Linked DNA regions of Oryctolagus cuniculus: region 1 is linked to region 2. The links are chromatin contacts, called in public Micro-C maps. All regions are on one chromosome and are shown on one strand. Each heading gives the region's core, a stretch centred on a gene start, on an enhancer-like site or on the middle of the called end of the contact. The rest is flanking DNA. Distances are from core to core; before and after follow the strand shown. Region 1 holds the start of MRTFA (myocardin related transcription factor A). Region 2 holds the start of ADSL (adenylosuccinate lyase).

The links. A called contact is a pair of places that touch in the nucleus more often than the background predicts.
Region 1: a Micro-C map of ear pinna shows a contact between it and region 2, with 2.6 times the contacts expected there. The contact joins the promoter of MRTFA here to the promoter of ADSL in region 2. A contact is called at or near these places in 2 of 6 Hi-C or Micro-C datasets (ear pinna and an unstated tissue).

The regions. Positions count from the first base shown.
Region 1 is chr11:116,746,504-116,753,515 of mOryCun1.1, reverse strand. MRTFA (myocardin related transcription factor A) reads left to right here and starts at 2,623. Exons shown (of 14, transcript XM_051834083.2): 1 at 2,623-3,096. The coding sequence starts at 2,638.
Region 2 is chr11:116,478,737-116,486,359 of mOryCun1.1, reverse strand. It overlaps ADSL (adenylosuccinate lyase), which reads right to left and starts at 3,987. Exons shown (of 14, transcript XM_070052959.1): 1 at 3,821-3,987; 2 at 3,272-3,695; 3 at 457-660. The coding sequence starts at 3,424.

The sequences.
Region 1 (7,012 bases), core at 1,374-3,873, 270 kb before region 2:
TCTGAAGGATGGGGTCGTAGCAACACGTCCCCGGGGACTCGCGCAGTGACAAAGCATAACAAGCACTGGCCAGGCTCTGCACGGTGCCCGGAGCTGTCAGAGGCAGACAAGATGAACAGTGGAAGGTGTCCTGGAGGCAGCGGGACGTGAGCTGGAATCTGATACGTGAAGAAGCAAGAGAAGACGTCCTAGGCCCAAGGATGAGCCTGATGGAAGACTGAACAGGAATGAGCAGGGTGAGCTCCAGCCAGGAAGAGACAGGAAGAGGGAAAAGGACAGGAAGTGCCTTTCCAGGAGCCTGGATTGACAGATTGGTAGGCGGAGACGTTAGTGTTTTCTGGAAGGTTCCTGGCATTGGGTTGGCCCTTCTGCAATGGCAACAACATTGGAAATGTTGGAGACCATTGGAGAGGCCACACCCACGGGACCAGGAAGTTGCCCCACTGGATGGACAGGGACAAAATGCCAGGATGCCAGCTGTATTCCCTGGGTTAGGCTTAACGTTCTCCGTCTGCACTTAGGCATTCCTTACGGCCATACGAGGAGGGCGTTTGGCTTAGGAGCCATCTGTGGTAGAAGGGGGTGGTTGTGAGGTCAGGGCCGGCGCAGTTGCTACGGTTGTCCCTGCAAGGTGTGGCTTGGTAACAGGGCAGGCAGAGCAGAGATGCCCCGGTGTCCCGGTGCCCTGCAGCAGCTGGGTCACCAGGAAGCTCTGGATGTCACTGCACTTTGGGACCGGGCAACATAACTGCCCCAAATTCCGAGTGGAAGGGAGGAGCTTTGGGGATCTTCCCCAAGGCCCACAGGCAGTGACGCACAGCTACTGGGGTTCCAAAGGCTGCCCGTGGCTCAAGCGGGGAGCTCCTGGTACAGTTACAGCTCCGTGCTCCCCTGCGGTGACTGAGCCCAAGGCAAGGTATGGAGTGGGTGAGCCCGTCCATCTGCTGGTTCACTCCCCAGCTGCCTGTAAAGGCCAGGGCTGGACGGAGACGGAAGCTGGCAGCTGGGAATGCCCGCCGTCCAGGTCTCCCTCACGGGTGACAGGAGCCCAGCCGCTAAAGCCCTCTCTGCTGTCTCCCAGGGTCTGCGTAAGCAGCAAGTCGGAGCCAAGAGTGGCACCAGAATTGAGCCCAGGGGCTCCGAGACGGGACGTGGGCATCCAAACCAGCGTCTTAACTGCAAGTCTGAGGAACCCACCCCAGTTTCGATTATTATTATTATTTTTTGCCCCGAAATAATTTCATCTTTTCCAGGAACTTTTTCAAGTTTGTGTCATTTACAAAATAGAAACAATGTAAGTTGTGGCGAAAGAGCCCTGCGGCTGGGAGGTGGGAGGTGAGCGGGCAGTGTCTGCCCTCCTCCGGTGACTAACTCACAACGGTTCTGTGGGGCTGCACGGGATCTGGCCTTGGGGAAAGTGCCCCACCCCAATAGTTCCAGGAGCAGTCCTTTCTCCCAGGTCCACTGTCCTCGGGACACCTGCTGTAGACACTCCTGCCCCGGAGTCACCAGGGCACCGGCTTCCGCCTCCCTGCAGGGAGGTGGGCTCACCCCCAGGGCGGCCACGGCAGCTTATCTCTCTATCACCTGCACCATGACTTACTCAGGGTAAATATTTGTGGAATAACTCATTTTTTTTGGCCAGGGCTTTTGTGGAAGGGTGCTTTTGCCTTGGGGGAAAAGTGTCTGACACGTGGATCCTAACTCCAGCGTGTGGTACTGGCCCCGACGATGACTTACACATGAACAATCCGGAATGTCCCGGCCACCTGGCTGTTGCAGCACTGGCAGACGGCAGCGGCGCCCCCCTGCCCCCCATCTGAGACCCACACCAGCACGCAGGCCCAGGAGCCCGCAGGAGGAGGATGGGGGTCCTCCTAAGAGTTCACTCTCAGCGCCACTTCTCAGCCGCTGGGCCTTGGCACCGGACCTCCAGGAACCTAGAAAACCCTGCTCGCCCCTCCTCCAGCTGCCTGAGGACCCCATCCCAGGAAGCCTCCGGGAAGCGCCCCCTCCCCTTCCTCCCCAGTAGGTCGGAGCTCCGTGCCCTTCTCCGCGGCTGCAGGGTGCGGAGCGAGCGGGGGCCTCGCCCGCCTTGTAGCCCGCGTTCCCGCTCCCTGTGCAAGTCCCGCACCAGGGTCTCGGGCCCCCTCACACCTCCGCCGCACCGGCCTCCCTGGCCCGCTCCTGGGGTCTCCCGATCGACCGCAAGCTCGGGGCTTCACTCCGCGCCGCCCCCTCCCCAAGCCCGGAGCGCTTTCCCCGGGGCGGAGGGGGTCGGCAGGTGTCAGGAGGAGCCCCCCTTCCCACCTGGGGAGACCGACTGCGAGGGCCGGGGCGCCGGGGCCTCGGTGGGGCGGGGGCTGGCCCGGGAATTCAGGGAATCGATCGTCTTCTGGGAAGCGTGACCGTGAAACCCCGACTCGGGAGCCTCAGGCGGGGCGTGAGCCCCTGAGGGGAGGCTCGGGATGGGGTCTGGAGGCTCGCGGCAGGGCATTGACCCCTCGGCAACTCGGCTGTCCGACCCGGCCCGCCGCCCTTCCCCTGACAGGGTGGCCAGGGGCTGCGGCCTCTTTAAGGTCCGACCTCCTCCCACCTCCTCAGAGCCGCTCCGCCAGTTCCAGACTTCCCTCCGCGATGAGGTCATCTCCCCGCCGCCCATTGGCTGCGCCGCGCTGTCAGTCACAGGAAGTCGCGCCGCCGTCCCCTCCTCCCTCGTTCCCCTTCCTTCCCCGAACGCCCCTCTGGGCCGCGGAGCCCTGCCCCGACTGGGCCTCTGATTGGCCAGCTGCGCTGCCACTCCTCCGGCGGGGCGGGGCGGGAGGCGGGAGGCGGCTGTGGTGGGAGGGCCCGCAGCTTCCGTGGCTAAGAGGAGCCGGCGGCGGCTGTGTCTGTGGTGGCCCCGGCGGCGGCGGCGGCGAGCGCGACCGGCCCTGCCTCCCCACCCCCTCGGCTCTGCTCGCCACACGCCCTCGGCGCGCGCCGACCTCTCCCCGGCCCCGCGCGCCCTGCCTGGACGGTGAGCCTCGGGAGGAGCCGCGAGCGGCCGGAGCCGAGCCGGGCGAGCCGCGGAGCCCGGGCCAGGAGAGCGCCGCGGTGAGTGGGAGTCCGGGCCGGGGACCCCTCCCCCACCGCCGCCCCGCCCCGCGCCGCCCCGCGCATCCTTTCTCCTCGCGGCCACGCCGCGCGCGCCCCCGGGGTGCGGGCGTCGCGTCGCCGGTCCTCCCCGCGCTGCCCGCCGCTCCCACTCCTCTCGTCCGTCGGGGCGGGGGTCGCGGGCCGGGGCGCTCGGGCGCAGCCTTGCACCTGTGCACCCGCCGGGCCGGGCCGGGCCTCGCCTCGCCTCGCTGCGCTGGGCGGGGAGGCGCGGGGGTTCCCGCCCAGGCTGCGCCCCGGGTGTGTGCGCGCAGCGGCTGCGGTGGCGGGGTTCCCCGCGCTCTGTGCAACCCTCGGGATCTCCGGGCCAGGAGACGCATCAGGGCTGGATGCCTGAGTGGCAGCCCGAACCCCGCCAGGTGGGCAGGGTCCTGTGCGGGTTTGAAACTTGCAAGCCGAGAACTTCAGCCTCGTAAGAAAGCGTCCGTCAGTGCGCGTTGCTGACAGCCCCTCGCCTGACCCTGCGCCCCTCGGTGGGACCACGAAAAAAAAAAAAAGGGGAGAAGCACTGGTATTGTGCAGCAGCTGGGACTGGACCTTGCGGGGCGACTCCCAGATCTGCCAGTGGCCAGCTTGAGCCTCGGGTTGCTCATCTGGGAAATGGGGGTAGTCGTGTCCATCGGATCTGAGCCTGGCGCGCAGTCAGGGCCCAGGAGCTGTTAGCTGTTGTGAGGTTGAGTTAAGGGCCGGGCTGTGGTGCCTCTGGCTGGATTTCTCTGTTTTCTCCGTGTTATGTAGAGCGGCCTGGTCCCCAGGTAACCGCCTCCCAGGCAGGAGCGGGAGGTGTGTGGCCACCTACGGTGCCACGTTTTCACACAGTTTCAAATTCGGAATGTCCCCAGCTTGCCAGCGTTTGAGATCGCTTCTGCAGGAAGTTGGAGCTTGTAGGACAGCTTGCATGTTCAGTAAGGGGCTTCCCTGCAGGGGAGCCCCAGAACTCCGGGTGGCACTGCGGGAAGCAGTGAGGAGGTGCCCGGCTGGCCCTGGAAGTCGCTGAACGTAAGCTTTGCCCGATGTCCTTTGCGTTTTTCACTGCAAGTCAAAGGGCTTTCTGATGCTTTCTACTGAAATGATAAACACGTGAAGGAGGCGTCTGGGGGTAGCGGCAGCGCTTGCTCCTGGTCCTTGCTGGTAACTGCTAAGGCTAAGAGTCATTCCCACTAGGGTGTGTGCGCCTTTTAAGAGTTAAATCAGGAGAGATGCTGGAATCACACCCCGTCATCCAGAAGTATCAACTGCAGACTTGCCACGTCCTTCGAGTGCTGTCAGATTCTGCGAGGGAGGGACTCGGGGCATAAACCAGGATCTCAGCCTGTGAGGGCAAAGCTGTAAAACCTGGGTCACCCAGGAGTGACGGTGGGTCCTGCTTAGATAACGACGCTGTGCATTCATTTAGCAGACTTTTATTTAAAAATTATTTATTTATTTGAAAAGCAGAGTAAGAGAGAGGGAGAAAGAGAGAGATCTTCCATCTGTTGGTTTAGTCCTGAGCTGGCTGCAACAGCCGAGGCTGGGCTAGACTGAAGCCAGGGTCCTGGAACTCCATCTGGGCGTCCTCTATGGGTGGCAGGGATCCAAGCACTCGGGCCATCTTCCACTGCTTTCCCAGGTGCATTAGCAGGGAGCTGAATTGGAAGTGGAGCAGCCGGGACTCAAACTGGCGCGTGTCTCAGGAGGTGGCTTACCCACTGTACCGCGATGCTGGCCCCTCACCTGTAGACTTTTGTTCCACCCCTCGAATGTGCCAGGTATTTTTCCGAGAGCAGGGGTCATCAGGATAGCGAGATGTCCCTGCTTGTGAGCAGCTCCCAGCAGTGGGAGGGGTAGGAGGGGCGGAGGGTTGTAAACAGGGCGTGCACTGTGGCCGCAAGCCCGGGGTTGTAGGAGAGGCTAGAGGGCCCTTCTCTGGCTGTGTGGGACGATGGTGTTTGAGCTGAGGGGCTCCAAGAGAGCTGCTGAGGTCAGAAGGTTTTCCCAGCCCCAGGGAGAGGCAGGAAACTGGCATTCCTGATGCGCCCTGTGCCCCAGGCCTTCAGCTCATCTTGTGATGTGCTGCTTCAGCCTTCCCAAGCCCCTGTGAGGCTGATTTTCCCTGTCTCTAGGAGAGGCAAACTGCGGTTCAGGGCAGGTAACTTGTTTAGGCTCATACAGTGAGTGAGGACTTAAATCTGATTTGAAAGCATATGTCGGGGTGGGGGGGGCCGGCGCCGTGGCTCACTTGGTTAATCCTCCGCCTGCAGTGCCGGCATCCCATATGGGTGCTGGGTTCTAGTCCTGGTTGCTCCTCTTCCAGTCTAGCTCTCTGCTGTGGCCCAGGAGGGCAGTGGAGGATGGCCCAAGTGCTTGGGCCCTGCTCCCGCATGGGAGACCAGGAGGAGGCACCTGGCTCCTGGCTTCAGATTGGCACAGCGCGCCAGCCATAGTGACCATTTGGGAAGTAAACCAACGGAAGGAAGACCTTTCTCTCTTTCTCTCTCTCTCTCACTGTCTAACTCTGCCTGTCTTAAAAAAAAAAAAAGGCATATGTCAGGTGCCGGTGCTAGTGGGTAAAGCCGCCACCTGCAGTGCCAGCATCCTATATGGGCACCAGTTCGAGACCTGGCTGCTGCACTTCTGATCCAGCTCTCTGCTGTGGCCTGAGAAAGCAGTAGAGGATGGTCCAAGTCCTTGGGCTCCTGTACCCGCGTGGGAGACACAGAGGAAGCTCCTGGCTCCTGGCTTTAGATTGGCGCAGCTCCGGCGTTTGTGGCCATCTGGGGAGTGAATCATCGGATGGGAGACCTCTCTCTCTCTCTCTCTGCCTCTGCCTCTCTCTAACTCTGCCTTTCAAATAATTAAATAATTCTTAAAAAAATTTAAAAAAGCATAGTGTGCACTTTTTTGGTAACCATGCTTTGTAGAAGACAGCATAGGGATGTTTATGCTGATGCCTGTGACACCGGCATCCATATGGGCACTGGTTCGAGTCCCAGCTGCTCTGCTGTGAGCCAGCTCCCTGCTGATGTGCCTGGGAAAGCAGTGGGGGATGGCCCGAGTGCTTGCTTGGGCCCCTGCACCACGTGGGAGAACCAGACGAAGCTTCTGGCTTCGGCTCTGGCTGTTGTGGCCATCTGTGGATGTGAACCAGCAGGTGGAAGATCTCTCTTTCTCTCTAACTCTTTCAAATAAGTAAATCTTTAAAAAGAATTCAGTATAAAGAATGTATGCGGTTCCATTTGTAATATTTTACTATATCTGTTACAGGTTTCTTATTGTGAAAAGGTTCATATTTGAGTCACTAAGGCCTATATAATTAATAAAGATTATCTTTATCAAATTGTATTTATTTTACACTTATAATGTGATGTTTCCTTAAAAATGTGGCCAGGGGAGTATTCGGGATGTTGATACAGATTCTGTATGAGGCTTTTTATATAAAATTTGTTAAACAGATACAGACTTGCTTAAATATTTAGTTAAGTGTACGGAGAGAGAATTTTATACATATGCCCAATTAATTTACAAAGGGAAAACTAGAATTTTGATTACATTTGGAGTGAACAGTATGACAAGAGCATACGCTAGACTGGAAGTTCCCCACAGGCGAGAAATCATTTGTTCCTGGTTTCAGGAGCAGTTGTTAGACACAGTAGATGCTCAGTAAATTTTTTCACATAGAAGATGAATGTGTGTGTGTGTGTGTATTTATATATTTATTTATGCTGGGGTTGGTAGTTGGAACTCCATCTAGGTCTCCCACATGAATGGCAGGTGTCGAGCACTTGGGCCGTCCTCCACTGCTTTCCCAGGCACATTAGCAGAAAGCTGGATCGGAAGGGGAGCAGCTGGGAAATGAACCAGCGTCCATATGGGATGC
Region 2 (7,623 bases), core at 2,738-5,237:
GATGGGCAAACAACTGCAGTCAGTAAACTCAGCAACATTTAAAAATGCTCAGAAGAGTGTCCACCACCTAGTGAGCTCTCCGGGAAATGCCTGAATATAAGACACATTTGCTAACTAGAGTTTTCATTTAACAATTACAGTGTAATCGTGCCTTAAACAGAAGTCACACGGTTTGGAAAGAGCAGCTCTTCGGAACACCCCCGAGGCCACCCAACTGCCAAGGCCGTGGCTTACGCCTAGCACAGACAGGATGAGCAGCACCTGCAGGTCTTATGTGATGGGCGTAACTGGGTGCTCAGACTGGAATAAAATCCCAAACAGAAAATTTTTCAGCAAAGACATTCCTCAAATTAAAGCTCTACGGAGTTACTTCCTAAAACTGGAAAAAAAATCAAATAAAATTTATCAATTCCTTATGAAGACTGAATCCTAAGTGTACAAAACATGGGTTCCTACTGTGTTATCTCCCACATAGCAGGAGGTGGCACCAAGATGAATGATGGGCGCAGCCTTCGGACAGCAGTGGCCGAACGTGTGCACGTGAGCCATGACGTCATGCCGCAGCCGTTTCTCTTCCTCAGCTGCCATCTTGAAGTCTATGTTGTCCAGGTTGGACTTCATCTCTTGGATTTGTTCATCTGTGATGGGCAAACCCAACGTCTGCACAATGGGAAAAACAAAATACAAAAGCCTCAGGATCAGTCGTTTGGAGGGACACCAACAAGAGTAGTTCCTGTGAGTATTTTTTGCCCTGCTTCCCAATCCTTAAACTAAAACATGGGGCAAGTTCGAAATACGGAGGTGGGGGAGGCACCTGCTAAGTGCATGATGAAAACTCACATTCTGAGCAAACTCTAATACATCAGACAACAACGTACGCTGACCTCCACTGACCCTGGGCCGTCCCCTCAGCGAGATCCTCCCCTACTTAATCCTCAGTGCCCACAGCGTGGCAGCTGGACGCTGGACGTGGGCGAATTTACTCAGGGAAATCAAAATCAAGTATTCTGAAATTCTTTTTTTTAAAAGATTTCTTTCTTTGACTTGAAAGGCAGAGTCACAGGGAGACAGCTTCTACCTGTTGAGTCACTCCCCACTGGCCACAACAGCTGGAGCTGGGCTGATCCAAAGCCAGGAGGCAGGAGCTTCTTCCAGGTCTCCCACATGGGTGCAGGGGCCCAAGCACTTGGGCCATGTTCTATTGCTTTCTCAGGTGCATGAGCAGGGAGTCGGATTGGAAGTGGAGCAGCTGGGACTTGATCCAGCGCCCATTTGGGAAGCCAGCACCCCAGGCACCAGTTTTACCCACTATGCCGCAGCACCAGCTCTGGATTCTGTAATTCTTAATTTGTTGTTCTGCCAACAAATTATGTACAGCAAATTCAGTACAGCTGACAGCAATTCTGGGAGCTACTGATGAGAAAATAAAGACATCAACACCTTACGCTGATCCGGGAGGATCCAGCACCTTAGAACAGTACTGTCCATGCAGACACAGCTTCTTTCCAGGTGTGCCTATTTAAATTTAAACTGGGGGCAGGCACTTGGCACAGCAGTTAAGATACCCACACGCCTGGGGTGGAATCCTATCTCCACTTCCAATTCCAGCTTCCTGCCAGTGTGCACCCTGGGAGGCTCAGGGCACCTGGTTCCTGCCACCCAGGGAAGACCTACGTACGTGGAGCTCTGGCCTTTGGGCTGCAGCCTGTCCCACTTGGGGTGTGAACCAGTGGATGAGAGATCTCTGTCTCTTACAAATAATCAAAATTTTGGAAAACTGAAGCTGATCCATTAAATTTCAAAGTTCAGCTCCTAGACACTTCCCGTGTGGAAGAGCTGCCTGGGTCCTGTGCAGTCAGCAGACCCCAAACCTCAGGGCTCCTCCCAGAGCAAAACAGCAGGGGGCAGGTAGCCCTATAGCTTCCTCCAGCCTATACATGGGGGGGGGGGGGGGTGGCTGAAGCCAGCAGCATCACTGGGTCTCCAGAGTGCTCTTTCTGCTCTCAAATGTAACTCAGCATTCGTCCTAATCTCTCATTCTGTAATTTTTCCCTTAATTATTATAGAACGTATGCTGTTAGTTTTGACACCCCAGGTGAAAGAGGACCCAAATTCAAAACCGTAGGCATCGCCTGGGATGTGCAGGCCAGAACAAAGCACACACGTGCAGAGGACTCTGCATCCCAGCGGCGGCTGGAGCCACTTGGGAGGCATCACCAGCAGCCGGATTCCAGAGTGGCGCTCTCCTCATCTAAGGGGAGTGCACCGCACGCAGGCACCCTCAAGCCCAGCACAGCCACTCCATTTCCTCTTCTTTCCCCGCACCGGGCTGAGTGAGCTGCTGTACGTGGAGTCCTAAAACAGCCTGGGGGCCGGCACTGTGGGGTAGGTAGCAGGTAAAGCCACCGCCTGCAGTGCTGGCACCCCATGTGGGCGCCAGTTCGAGTCCCGGCTGCTCCACTTCCGATCCAGCTCTCTGCTGTGGCCTGGGAAAGCAGAAGATGGCCCAAGTGCTTGGGCCCCTGCACCCACGTGGGAGACCCGGAAGAAGCTCCTGGCTCCGGATCGGCGCAGCTCCAACCTTTGTGGCCATCTGGGGGGTGACCCAGCGGATGGAAAACCTCTCTCTCTGCCTTTCAAATAAAATAAATCGCTAAAACACACACACACACACACAGCCTGGGACGCGGGAGACACCGTGCCTGCCTGCTGTTGTCACCCCACGTATTTCGGAGCACAGTGATAGGGTGGGCAGGGGAGTCTAGGACGGGGGATGGGGCGGAGGACGAGGGGCGGTTCCAGGCCACCACAGGCCTGGGCGCCCTTGGAGGGGCCACTTCCCTGTGAAACGCTGGCCAGCGTGGCCCTAGGAGCCGCCCTAAATCGCGTCTACCCGACCCCCGCCTCGGATTCTCTCCTCTCTCTCGGAGGCCGAGGCGGGGACGGCGGCCTGGGCAGCACGGGTTCCAGGGCGGGCTCAAGGGCACAGAGGCGGCGGGGAAGGCGCAGCGGCCGAGCGCTCGGCTCCGCGCCCGGATCCAAACCCCAGCTCTGCTCTGGGCGCTGGGGTGGCCTGGGGGCCAAGGCCGCCCCTTGCCGCCTGCAGGGCGGGGGAGGCACCGTCGGTCTCGCCAGGTGGTGACCACACCTAGGGAGCGCCCGGGGCCTGCGCTCTGCACCGCACCCCCGTTCCCGTCCTAGGGCCGCAGCTCCTCGGGACCGGGAACACGTGCAGGGACCGGCCCGGCCCCTCGAGCCCCGGGTCCGTTACCTGCTCTGCCTCCGCCAGCCACAGCCAGAGCTGCCGCCACGTCCGGAACTTGTACCTGTCACTAAACACGAAGCACATCTCCGGGCTGGCATAGCGGGAGGCGAGCGGGGAACGGTAGCCGTCGGGCCCGCCGCAGTCGCCTGCCGCGGCCATCCCGAACGCGCGACCCAGTCAGTCAGAACGCGCGGGGCGCAGGTGGCCGGGAAGAGCGGAAGCGGAAGCCCGGGGGCGGTGCTTTTCCCACCCCGGGGCGGGACTTCCGGCATTTGGTCCCCGCCCCCTAGGTCCGGGCGGCTGGCTGGCTGGAAGGGTTTCCCGGAAACTCGCCTTTTCGGGGTGCGGGGTTAATGCGTTTCTTTTCGCTTCCGAGAAACGTGACCAGCTCTTCAAAAGTTACTTAGGCACTTTGCGCCTGTTTTAACATCTGAAAAAAAAAAAGACACATTAAAGCCTGCTAACCGTTAAGATGTCTGCGCGCAGGGCTGGAGCGGTGCCTGGGACACGTCCGAGGCCCCGTGTTCGCGGCGATTGCTGTCGCCTGCCACACACCGAGCGCGATCTGAGGGGAAGTGGGCGCCTTTGCGTCGCGATCTCAACCAGCCCTTGCGGATGAAGGCTCTGAGGGCCGGGGTCGCCCGGCCGGGAAGGGCTGCGACCCCGCTGCCTAGTACCACCACCACCTCCTGAAGACCCAGTCGGGGAGTGTCCTCTGACTGGCCGAGGGTGATAAAAATCGTCATCCTTGGAGCGAGCCTGGGTGTTAAGGCACGGTCGATGCGGTGCTACCAGAAGAGCGCTCGGCGCGGCGCTCAGCAAACAGCATTATGCCCGCTGTGCCGGGGACAGAGGCGGGGGCGGGTTCAGTGTCTAAGTGGGATGCGGGCGCGGAAAATCCTGCGCAGCTTATTCTCAACAGCTCTGCGTCCCGCCGTGGCAGGTGCCATGCTGCTTTGAACCCGTCTCCGAGCTCCGCCCCAGGGAGCAGCGCTTTGCGCGCCCAGCCTCCGTGCCGAGGTGCGCGCCCCTTTCCCAGGGGCCATCCGAAGGTGCAGATGGGACAGCAAGGCTTCGCTCGCACCTTTCCGTTATTCACGGGTTCACGCAAAAACCGGCACCACGCGGCAGTGTTCTCCCTCCTCGCCTCTGGGCACCCCGGGCGGGGGCAGAGATCCGGTCTCGGCCGCCCAGCACAGACCTGGCGCAGTAGATGTTTGCGTGCTGTCCCAGCGAGAGAAGTGACACAAGCTCCATCCTGACCCTGTGCTGCCCCTTCCCCCAAGCTCTCGCTCGCCTCCTCAGGGTCCTCACCCCGTGGCCCCAGCATGTTTCCACCTGGGCCCCGGAACCAGAACTGACTGCAGCGCCAGTTCCAGAAGGCCCTGGCTGTCCGAGAAGCCGGTCCAGCCGCAGGTTCCGTTTTTGGGTGGGAGTTGAGAACAGAGGTCTGGGAAGCTGGGGTCGCTCCCCGCACACCCCCTCTCTGCAGGGTGCTTCGGGGCTGTCGCGGTGAGCCGCGTGAGGCTGTGGTTCTGGCTTCCCGCCGCGACCACTGCCTTCCCTCCCGCCTCTGCTGCGCTTCGCCGACTTTCCCTCCTCGGAACAAGAGTCCTGCCTCCAGGAGTCCACCTTATCCCTCAGGAAAGGCTCCTAGTCCTTCTCGCATTTTACCTAGGGTCTTTACTATTTCCAGTTCTGCCTCCTCCTCGCCAGTCGTCCCTGGCTCCGCCACTGATGAGTGTGAGGTCTCCTCCCGGAGAAGTGTGGCTGACAACCCCACTCTTAGTTCACTCAAACTCCTGCTCTCAGCCACTCCCCTCCCTGCTTTATCCTTAGCACTGCCCTGCAACTCCGCCCTCCCTCCAGCTCCAAATCACATTCTCACTGACCTAGCAGAGAAACCGAAAGGCCCTGGCCCATAGTATGCTTACCTGTACTTGCATAAAGAAACCGAGTTTGTGGGGGATCAGAGAACGTGCAGGCAGGGGCAGAACCGGGAGCAGAATTCCCCAGTGCACATCTTTGTATCACCTTCGGGTTTGAGTCAGATTTTATTCTTACCTACAATCATCTGGAGGCTGACCTTTCTCCCTTAGGCCTCGAAAGCCAGATGACGCCCTCCCCATCCTCCTCTTCCCGCTGCTCTGGGTCTGCAGTGATGACCCTGCATCCTCCCGTTCCTGGAAAAGAAGTGGGGGGAGTCCCCTCAAGGTCTAACACGTTTCCCCTCCTTGGAAGACACCCGCACACCGCCCAAGGCTTACCTGCTGAGCCGTGGTTCTTGACCTCTGAAAGCCACCAGGACACTTCCATGTGGCTGTGGGGAACCTAGAGCAACACCTCCACACTGGGAGTTGTACGTCTTTTGGATTTTTTAAATCTCTCTTGGGCCCCTGCTTTGCACCTCCTGGCTTTTATGTCAGGTTTTAAAACCTGGTCTGTTGATAGAAAATCCTGTTACTCATTAGGATCATTGCTCCATAATAGAGCAGACCATGTGCCAGGCCTTGTAGTAGGCACAGGGGTCACCAAGGCCAGAGTGAGATGACTGAGGGGAGAGAAGAGGGAGGTGGGTTTGGAGTAGATGGAGGCACACAGTGAGAACCTGTTGGAAATAAAGAGTATTTTGGATGTTACTCCAAGCAACGGAAATCTACTGAGGGCTCTAGGCTGGAGGTTGTTTTCACTGCATCTGTGGGGACTATCATCCTGGCTGTTGTGTACAGCATGGATTAGGGAGGGGCAGAACTGGAGCGAATGCCAAGTGGGCAACCAGCCGGGCTGCTACAGTGGACCAGGTAAGGCCGAGAGGCGTAGGTGCTTTAGCTGGGAGGAGACTGGCCACCAGGAAAGGTAGGTGACAGCATAGTGGGTACAAACAAGCCAGTTTGATGAGGGACAGGTTAAGGGGAAGAAAGGGGACAGTCAGGGATACCCTGGGTTTCCAGGTTTCACCGCAGGATGCAAGGTGATGCAGTGACCGTGGGTGGGAGGCCCCGAGTCTGTGCTGGGTTTATTGAGTTTGCAGTGTCAGGCCCCCCAAGTGCTTCAAAATGCTGAGCAGACAGTTACTGATGCAGGTCTGGAGCTCACTGGCATGGCGGAGGTGTAAATTCAGGGGTCATCAAGTATACAGAGGTTACTTAAAACTCTAGGGGCTTCAGACCTGGAGCTGGTGAACAACCCAGAATTCTATCGTTTTTGGTGCTTACACTGTAGTGAGGGAGATGGATAATGAAGAAGTAAACTCAGTGATTTTCGAGAGAGAAGCTCTGAAAAGAAAATACAGCAGGACAAGAGAAGAAGTAGACTTCCCCACAGTAGACTGGGGGAGTAGGAGGTGGCAGCTACTTTTAAAAGCAGGGAGAGCCTCCTGTTTGATGAGATACAGCAGAAGGAGCACTTTCGGCAGAGGACAACAGTATTCCACAGCCTGTGTAGAGCACCACCTTGATGTAGTTAATGACCAGTGCTGAGATCTGAGTTCAGGGGACTTGGAGTGAGGTCTGTGTGTGTGGCATCTATGGACAGTGCTGTGACATCTGCATTTTACACGTTAAAGAGAAACCACTGGAGGTGCCATGAACAAGTAACGGCCACGGAGCAGAGAGCAACGTGCAGTGGTCAAGGGGGGAGGGCAGATGACCAAGAAGCCGGGGCTGGGGTGGGGGAGGCTGCGGTGAGGAGGTGAGGAGGCGACAGGTGACTGCTAGTGTCCACACCCCAAGGACGGATGTGCAGACTGCCTGACAGAAGCCATAGCTTGAACAATTAGGTGAACAGTGGTGCCGCTGAGATGGGAAACCCTGGACAAGTAGATCTGGTGAGAGTGGGGGCATCTGTCGAGGCAACTGGGTGCCTGAGTACAGAGGCCCGCGCTGGAGGCCGGTCTGTGGTTGTATTTTAAAAGTGAAATCGATGGCTGGCGCCGCGGCTCACTAGGCTAATCCTCCGCCTGCAGCGCCGGCACACCGGGTTCTAGTCCCGGTTGGGGCGCCGGATTCTGCCCTGGTTGCTCCTCTTCCAGTCCAACTCTCTGCTGTGGCCCGGGAAGGCAGCAGAGGATGGCCCAAGTGCTTGGGCCCTGCACCTGCATGGGAGACCAGAAGGAAGCTCCTGGCTTCGGATCGGCGCAGCGCCGGCTGTAGTGGCCACTTGGGGGGTGAACCAATGGAAAAAGCAAGACCTTTCTGTATAACTCTCTCTAACTCTGCCTGTCCAAAAAAAAAAAAAAAAAAAAAAAAAAGATCGCCATGACTAAAAGAAACTTCAGGACGGAGCGCAGGGCATTTCAGAATTTAGAGTTCAGTCAGAAAGAGAGAAGGCGGAGAGATGGAGAACACAGCAGAGTGGGG